Linked DNA regions of Sus scrofa: region 1 is linked to region 2. The links are chromatin contacts, called in public HiChIP or PLAC-seq maps. All regions are on one chromosome and are shown on one strand. The core of a region is the stretch at or near the end of the contact, and the rest is flanking DNA. Distances in the headings are between cores, read along the strand shown. Region 1 overlaps LOC106507659 (a long non-coding RNA gene). Region 2 overlaps NFIA (nuclear factor 1 A-type).

What was found. HiChIP or PLAC-seq counts read pairs in DNA pulled down with a chosen protein or histone mark.
Region 1: a contact with region 2 is called in an H3K27ac HiChIP or PLAC-seq map of alveolar macrophages. The contact joins two enhancer-like sites. A contact is called at or near these places in 3 of 5 promoter capture datasets (fetal liver and liver), 5 of 47 Hi-C or Micro-C datasets (alveolar macrophages, embryonic fibroblasts, liver and 1 more) and 2 of 2 datasets of contacts at active chromatin or transcription factors (alveolar macrophages and skeletal muscle).

What each region holds. Positions count from the first base shown.
Region 1 is chr6:151,242,512-151,246,900 of Sscrofa11.1, forward strand. It overlaps LOC106507659 (a long non-coding RNA gene), which reads left to right. Exons shown (of 2, transcript XR_002345466.1): 1 at 1-3,034. Among named protein-coding and RNA genes, the nearest start is that of NFIA, 15 kb to the left of the region's middle. Within about 2 kb of position 2,765, at least 31 of the 83 cell types and tissues checked have an H3K27ac peak or open chromatin away from gene starts, as enhancers often do. A contact at or near this core is called in alveolar macrophages, fetal liver and liver, where this site is marked.
Region 2 is chr6:151,081,899-151,086,172 of Sscrofa11.1, forward strand. The region is part of intron 2 of NFIA (nuclear factor 1 A-type); the gene reads right to left. Among named protein-coding and RNA genes, the nearest start is that of NFIA, 150 kb to the right of the region's middle. Within about 2 kb of position 1,298, at least 6 of the 83 cell types and tissues checked have an H3K27ac peak or open chromatin away from gene starts, as enhancers often do. A contact at or near this core is called in alveolar macrophages, fetal liver and liver, where this site is marked.

The DNA.
Region 1 (4,389 bases), core at 1,515-4,014, 160 kb after region 2:
ACACAACAATCCTAAATTGAAAGTTGAAAAACACTTCAGTGGTAGAGCAATCCCACAATCCCAATATAAGAAAAGCTAAAGTTTTTCACTCCCAGACTTTGTTCCTTTGAAAATAAAAACATGACCAGTTAACTAAGAAAACACCATAATTAATGTTTATGGTGTTCACATATTTATTAATATCATCAAATGAAATGCCTGTTCGCTTTAGTTCTAAAGCAGCAACATATTAAGAATTTTACTAAACTCTTCCTATAATAAGAAAGCTCAGTTTGTGGGTTTTCCCCTTTAAAAAACGAAACACACAACTTTGATACCACAAACATTTTAAAAAGCTAAATCACCTGCCTGAATATGATCTCTATAATGGCAACTCATTGATATCACAAAAAAGTATTAATTCAGATCAACTATAGGGAAGCGTTTCCCAAGTTTACAGGCATGCCTTACGGCCAACAAAGACTTCTTCATTTGTTACTTTTCTTATGTCTGAGTGTAAATTAATAGATCTTGGTGTGTCACTTTTATAGTTATAAATCAGATTCATGCCCAAGTCTGCGGCCCTGGAATCTGGGTCTTTAAGAAAAAGGACAGTGGACATATTGGTGCCTGGAAAGTGTGGGTTTCCTATGAGTTTGTAGGCCGCCTTGCTGTGGACCTAGATGTATAACTGATTTTCACTTGTCTCTACTCTAACGACCGAATTAAAATACTTGTCTATCTCCAAGTCATTATAACATGGAAAATGTACACTGTCTACACATCATGGGCTATGAAACAGCAGCCTGAACACATGACAGTCTCAGTATGTTTGAAATGTTGGAGCAAATGGGGTGGTTGGTTTTGAATTCATTTGCACTCATTTTTACCACTTGAGACACACTCATTAAAGAGCTGTATTTCAGCTATGTTATATGCTGCCCATTTAACTGAGCTGGCTTTTCACAGTACTGCTGCCTCTGGCTTTTTAATTTGCCTTGAACAGGAGTATTCTTCCATGTCATGAACAATTCAGGCAGGCTTTATCAGGTAAAGCCAAGTCATCAGCTCCTTCCACTCAGCTCCTGGGACCTCCAGGTTGGGACTGCAGATAAAGATGGGGACTGCAGATCCCTAAACCGGAGAGCTGAATCAAGCTCACTTTCTTCAGGGCAGCTGCTCAAGAGCAATCTGCTCGCACTTAAACCCTTTAAAGCTACAAACAAACTCTGGGAAAGTTACATCACCGTAAACAAAAACACAGTTGCTTAAATTATTATTATGCAACACTGTGTCATTACTCACACATCGATACTGCAATTATCTTCCCAATTTGGCAAATACCACCATAGCTTGGTAGGCAGCTTGGGGAGAAGTAAAAGTCTGGGATAAATATGTCAATGCCAGATTCACCAATGCGAAAGGTTTCCTACCCTCTTGAAAGACACTCAGGTTTTATCATGCAAACAAAGTGAGAATCCAAAGCTGTCTCCCAAGTCTTTGGAATACCACATTTTAAATGTCAATGATTAGTAAGATCCATATGCTCGGCTAGAGAGAAGAGCAATACAATCAGGCACACGTGAAAGTGAAATTCTGGATGTGCTTTTTAAAAACTCGCAGGCATCAATACACATTTGGTAACTAATTTGTTAATCAGCCTACCCCTTCCCCCGCCAGAGGTGTGTGCACCCACTGGGTTGTGTCTGCCCCAGGTCATCTCCAGTAAGGAGAATGCCCCCACCCCACGCCTGCTGCTGTTCACCGCTGCAACGCTGGGTGTTTAAAAAGACAAATCAAATGTCCCGGACCCATTTTTAGCAAAAGGATTTGGAAACCAGATGAAAAGGACCAGTTTGTAAAAAGAAGGGGAAAAACTGGTAACTACTTGTCCTAAGAAAAGAGCAAGACTGAGGGCAAATGACCGACACAAGTGCCTATGACCATTTTTCTCCTTGGGCTGTAGCAGAGCTGACAGTAGAAGGTTGGGGGTGAGGGGTGCGGGAGAGATACAGGGAAGAAAAAGGGTTTCAAGCACCGTCTCCCGGTTCGCAAAGGTCTGGCCTCCTCAGTGCTCAGGAAGAGGTGGTAGCCATTTTCTTTCTTTTCCTTTTTGTTTAACGTAAAAGGAAAATAAACCAGAAAAGGTATATCTCCCTGCACCAACAGCTCAGCTCCTCTCTCAAAAGGAAAAAAAAAAAAAAAAAAAAAAAAAAAAAAAAAGTATTTTAACAATCTCAGGTACAAAACCCAATCCACATGCTTCCAATGAGGCTTCTGGAGTCAACTGGATTCGATTTGGTGACCGCACTGATGGAGACGTGATCTTGAAAAATCAATCCGTGCTCGCGCCCCCACTCCGCCTCCGCCGCCGCCGCCGCCGCAGTGGCCACAAAATTAGCGGCTCCGAGGACGTTTTTGCCGCAGTGCACGTCCGCAGTAACCGCCGAGCACTCGGGTGAATAATGCCAGTACAGTGCGCAGACGATCGGGCTGATTTATCACGTAAAATAATTCACTGCTTCAGTCTGGCTCTTGGTCCTGTCACTTTAAATCACAAACGCGCGTCTACACAGTTCTATAGGCGCCCACACATGCATGGTACACGTGTGTGCGTGTGTGTGTGTGCACGCTGCGCGCAGGGCCAAGTGGAATGATTCCAGATTGCTTCACGTATAGGAAAGGGAAAAAAAGAGCAAAAGAGCTCGTCACCCCAAACGCTAACCCCACCTTTTGCAGCATGGACAAGTGGCTTGTAATGCAGCTTGGAGCAGAATAAAGTCTGAACAAAACTAGACTGTGAGACTAGCACGTCCCAGAGTGAAAGTGAGTGACGTTAACGCAGACTCGGTAAAGACTCGGATCACTTGCAGGCAAAACTAATCCACCCCCCCCTTTTTTTTAATAAAAGAAAGAAAAGAAAATCATTAATTAGGTTCAGATCTAAAATGCTGCTTTGAAAACGCACGCACATGTTGAAGACTCTGGGACTGTAATTTCTTGGGTAAACATCTGGTGAAGACATTCCAGGAACACATCTGAAAGGAAGAAAGGCGTAAGACAGCCCCTTCTTTATATATCTTGGGTCAAAAAAAGGGTTGTTTAAACTATTTTTTTTTTTTAAGTGTACTCTCAGTCTAAATACGTTTATGAACTCTAAGGGTGAATTTGGGTTGGGAGGGCTGAGCTGAGAGTGGAGTCCTGGGTCCCAGGCTCATCTGTAATCTTGGGCAGGTTTCATTCTATGGCTTTCTTTTCTCATCCATAAAATTGCAGAGGGTCAATGATTTTCTCTCTCTTTCTTTCAGTCTGTCTGTCTGTCTGTCTTTCACACACACACCATGACTCTATCTAGGAGGGAATGACGATGGGGCTTGGGGAAGAGATTTTAATGTAGAGAGAAAAAGAGGTCACATTCTTCAGGTGGCATCTGTTTAAACTGATGGTAATGAAAGTGATGAGTCCGGTATGCTGGAGTCCTTAACAATAAAGATTGTGTCTATATTAAATGCTGCTATTGTCCCAGCTCTGAAGTATATATAGCATATGATAATTACTCCTTGAGAATGATAATGTAATCTTGTAATTATATTGGGGGTGGGTAGAGACTATTTTCAAGGACCAGCCAAAAGGATTTTGGGATTGAAACGATTTTCAGTATTGTTTAAAATGTTTGTGAAATGCATTAAATTACTTAGATAATTCAGAGAATATGAGGTTTTTTAAGTGGGTAAGAGTTCTCCTGTGCCAGACTCACTGTTAAGATTGACCAAATTAATGGGATTCATTACTCCTTGTCTACTTTTTCAGAAAACATTTCCAAGCAGGGTTATAGTCAGAGACCACTGTTTGACACTTCTCTTAACTGTGCAGTAAATGGTCAGGAGTATGGGTGCCAGAACCAAACTACTAGCTGGTTTTGATATGCACTAGCTGAGTAACTATAGAAAAACTATTTAATTTAGTTCTGCCTCAGTTTCCCACATTTATATAAGGAAGATTACAATTGCAACTCATTCGCAGGGCTGTTGTCAGAACAAATGAGTTATCATATTAAAGTGCTTGGAGCAGAGCATGGCACATGTAACAAACAGCTCAATAAATGTTAGAGGTTATTATTACTCCAGTGAAAACACGGGGAGAGCAATGTCACATATAATAGAGGGATCTTTGAACTGCTCCTGGATTTCGACTAACGCCTCTGAGCACTTTATTTTATCTGGCTTTTATGATGTCGGCTTAAAGCAAGGAGCTCCAGCAGTCTTTATTATTATTAAGAATAGGCCAGAACATCCTCTACCAAAACTCCATTCCCATACATACATTCAATAGTTATGAAATTGGAGAATTCTCCACTTGATCGGATCAATGCACATGTGTAATACTGGCTCTATATGTTGAGTACATACT
Region 2 (4,274 bases), core at 48-2,547:
AACCCCAGGTACAAAAGGGCTACTTCAGGTGACGTCTTGTAAGGCTGGACAATTCTAATCAAGGCAAATACAACCTTACCTCCAACTCACAAGTTTCGATGATTTCAAGCTATGTACCTATCATGATGGGTCAATTCCACAACAAACAATTTGCTTAGACTCTGTACTGGAGCCTTCCTCAAACTGGCCAGTGTCCAGCTAGTTGACAATATGTGTTATTCCTAATTTTCTCAGCTGTAACAGGGACGCTTCAAGGCAAATGGGTTGCTGGGATGTGGGTCTTTTAACCAATCTGAATCTTCCATAGCTTATCCCATGATTCATGAAATGATCATCTTAACATCACACATTTTAATGCTTTAAAAAATCTTTAATGCCTTTAATGCATGGTATAGAAACACAATACTATTAATGAATCACACTATCTACATTTGGGTGAAAGCTGTGGTTAAACTGGACAGTGGAAGGAACCGTCCATCCCTCGTTTTGGTCTTCTACCAAATTAGGGCAAACTGTGCCTGGAAAGTGTTCTAAAAATGTCTCTATGGACTTGAAGATCATAAAGGCCCCGGTTTCACTGAAATAAAACATATACCAAGTCCAGCACACAATAAATCTTCAACAGGTATCAATACCAACATTTATATCTTTTGACCAAAAAGCATAAGAAAGTCATCATTTAGATTAACATTAAACTTGTAGGGTCCCCTAACGCTTTTAGAAATGATGAAAAGCCACACCTCCTCTTCCCAAGAAAATATATATCTATTCACAAACATACACCACTTTGCCAATTCAGCAGATTCTCAGATAGTCCAAAGACAGTCCATAGATGGAATTGAAGAACCCCCATTTCAATCATAATACACCCAGAACAGCTTAAAATACACATTTTAAAATCATGAGATTTTGAGAGACACAGAGGTAAAGTAAGAATCCACAATGCATTACAAAAAAAGGAGTGGTAGCTCAATTATAAAATATGTCTCTGCATATTTTGATATGTGTTGCTCTGTCTTAACTACCCAGCAACAATGAGGTAAATAGATTTAGCAAATGTTACTGAAGTAATGAAATACATAAACATCTCCACCAGCTTTCCTCCTTAAGCTTTAGCTGAACAAGAAGGAAACTAGCATTTATTATCTTCCATATATGCCAGGGACTGTTAGACACTTTCTCACATTACCTTCTTTCTTTTTTGGGGGGTGGGGGTACTCCAGGGATGGAACCTGTGCTGCAGCAGTGATTACACCAGATCCTTTCTCCATGGAGCCACCAGGGAACCCCAGCGTGACCTCATTTCTCTGTAAGAACAATACCACAATACAGAGTTCCCGTCGTGGCGCAGCAGAAACGAATCTGACTAGGAAGCATGAGGTTTCGGGTTCCATCCATGACCTTGCTCAGTGCATTAAGGATCTGGTGTTGCCGTGAGCTGTGGTGTAGGTCACAGACTCAGCTCAGATCCTGCGTTGCTGTGGTTCTGGCGTAGGCTGGCAGCTGCAGCCCTGATTCAACTCCTAGCCTGGGAACCTCCATATGCCACAGGTGAGGCCCTAAAAAGACAAAAAAAAAAAAAAAAAGACAAAAATAAATAAATAATAACAATACCACAATAAGGCACTGTCACTACCCTTTATAGAGGTGAATAAATTGAGGCTAATGGATAAACAAACAGCATGCTGAAGTTCCAAAGTTCGTAAGCAGAAGAGCTCAGACTGAATACAATGGCAGATCTTAAGCCATTATTCTGTTACATATAAGAGTTTATAAACCACTAGAATCAGGTTTATTCTAATTCTAATTCAGTAAGTGTGAGTAACCTTTCCTCTCCAAAATAAAGGTTAAGCATGTATGGGGTTGTGGGGCAAATATTTCATATCCTCCTTTGACCTATGTCTCCAAAGTTCTATTTCCCAATCTCGAGCTTTTCCCAACAAGAGACAACTTAGGTCCTGCGGGACCACCCCTCCCTGACTTTAGCTCTGCCACAGATTATGAACCTAAACTTATACTCCTGAATAGCTCCTAAAACACAGCTAAAGAAAAGCTAAAAAGAAAAAAATGTGTAGATCACCTGTCCTAGACACAAACTTTATAATTAGCTATAATTTATCTTCCAGGCATAATTATGTACATTAATATAGTTCAGACAATAGACTCAAGCTATTTCAAAGTTTAATCAGCCTCCTTCCTAGAGAACATATACACAGACAGTTAAACAAAATAAGACAGTAAAGATTACGGCTACACACCCATACCAAAGATCAGACGTGATTAATTATTCTAAACATTTGTCTCAGAGGCAATTAAGTTGCCTGAGCAATCAGTCCTGTCTTGTTGAATTGATCTTTTTTAAAAAAACTGAGCTGACGATTCATTTCAGCTGAAACAGTGAAACTTTTTCAAGTTTCAGGAGCCAACTGGAACATCATTTATGTTCCACCGTGACACTCCATCCACCTGCCACCAGAACAAGAAGTAGGTGCCTTTCTTTGAAAGTCCTAAACTTATCTCAATATTTTTCATATGTATATATACAATTTAGGGGTTATGGAGGTGGAAGGCAAGAACTAGAGCCCACAGTACTGTATTAGGAAACCCAAGAAGTTAAAAATTATGGAAGTTATGTAGATGCACCTTCCAGGAAAAGATTATACGATGACAGCACTGGATTATAACTCAAACCTCACAGCCCTTCCAGAAATGTGAACTATATATCCCCATGAACTGCATACAGTGGTGCTCCATAAAGGCCCAAACTCTCTAATGGAGTGAATGGAAAATGAACCAGGAAGTTACTATCACAGGTTTAATTATGCCAAATATCACTATGAGTGTATATGAGTACCATGCAAAGTTTATAACCATCCATAGTTTTCCTTGCACTTAGCAGCATCAGCAATTGGGGGAAATTATCGAGCTCTTGGCAAAGAAGCCATCAAGTACATCAAGAGTTTATGTAACCAAAGCAAGGTACTCGAGTGATGACCACATGTTTGTGTCCTCACGGTTTCCTGTTCAGTTTACCTGTTTGAGTCAGACGGACCTTAGCAGAGCAAAGGGCAGAATCTAATCCTGAGTCACATGGAAAAGGGATGAACAAGTCTTGAAATACTTCACACTATCATGTCACTGAAACAAGTTAATAAACAATGATTTCCTAGTGACCTGATTTGCACAGGCAATATAAAAAAGAAGCCATTTATAGGTCAGTTATTATCATTCCTGTTCAAATACAGCTTGATAAATGGGAAGCTGGTTTATCTCACCTCCTGGAATAAGTTACAGTTCTACAGTAATGATGAGGTGCATTTTCAAAGTTTTTTACACTCAGGGATCATCACTGGAAAAGACCTTATATTCGTAAGTTCCAGAGGAACTAAATTTTTAAGTTAGTCTTCTGATTTTTTGATCTGATCTTTTGATTTTTTAAACTTAGTGCTAAATGTCTCTAATCATGCTAACTCAAAAAAAAAAAGTTAGTCTTCTGTCTTCAATAGTGGGTGACTTTAATGCTTCTGATTTCAGAATGGGGAAACTTGGAACAGGCTTATCAAAAATTGACAGCATTACACAATCAGTAATTGCACAGACGTGGCCCCATCAGAATTTTCCAGCTGTATTACATATAATGAAATTATTCACATAAATGATATAAAAGATTTTATACCGCAAATTACAATATAATCATTTTAACAGTTTGTCAATGTTGAAGAATCCATAAAATGTACTTTTTACACTCTCTTCATTAAAAACACATTTTAGGAGTTCCCATCGTGGTGCGGTGGTTAACAAGTCTGACTAGGAACCATGAGGTTGCAGGTTTGGTCCCTGGCCTTGCTCAGTGGGTTAAGAATCTGGCATTGCCATGAGCTGTGGTGTAGGTCACAGACTTGGCTCAGATCCCACGTTGCTGTGGCTGTGCCGTAGGCCTAGGCCAGTGGCTACAGCTTCGATTCCACCCCTAGCCTGGGAACCTCCATATGCCAAGGGAGCGGCCCTAGAAAAGGACCAAAAAAAACAAAAAACAAAAAAAAAAAAAACCCCACATTTTAAAACAATGATACAAATTCAGTTAGATACCTGGGTTTTTTTGGTTTTTTTTTTTTTTTTTTTCAGTTTTTCTTTTTGAGTGTGTGTGTTTTTTTGCTTTTTAGGGCTGCAAGTGTGGCATATGGAAGTTCAAGGGCTAGGGTCTGAATCAAAGCCACAGCTGCTGGCCTATGCCACAGCCACATCAACACGGGATTCAAGCTACAACCTACACA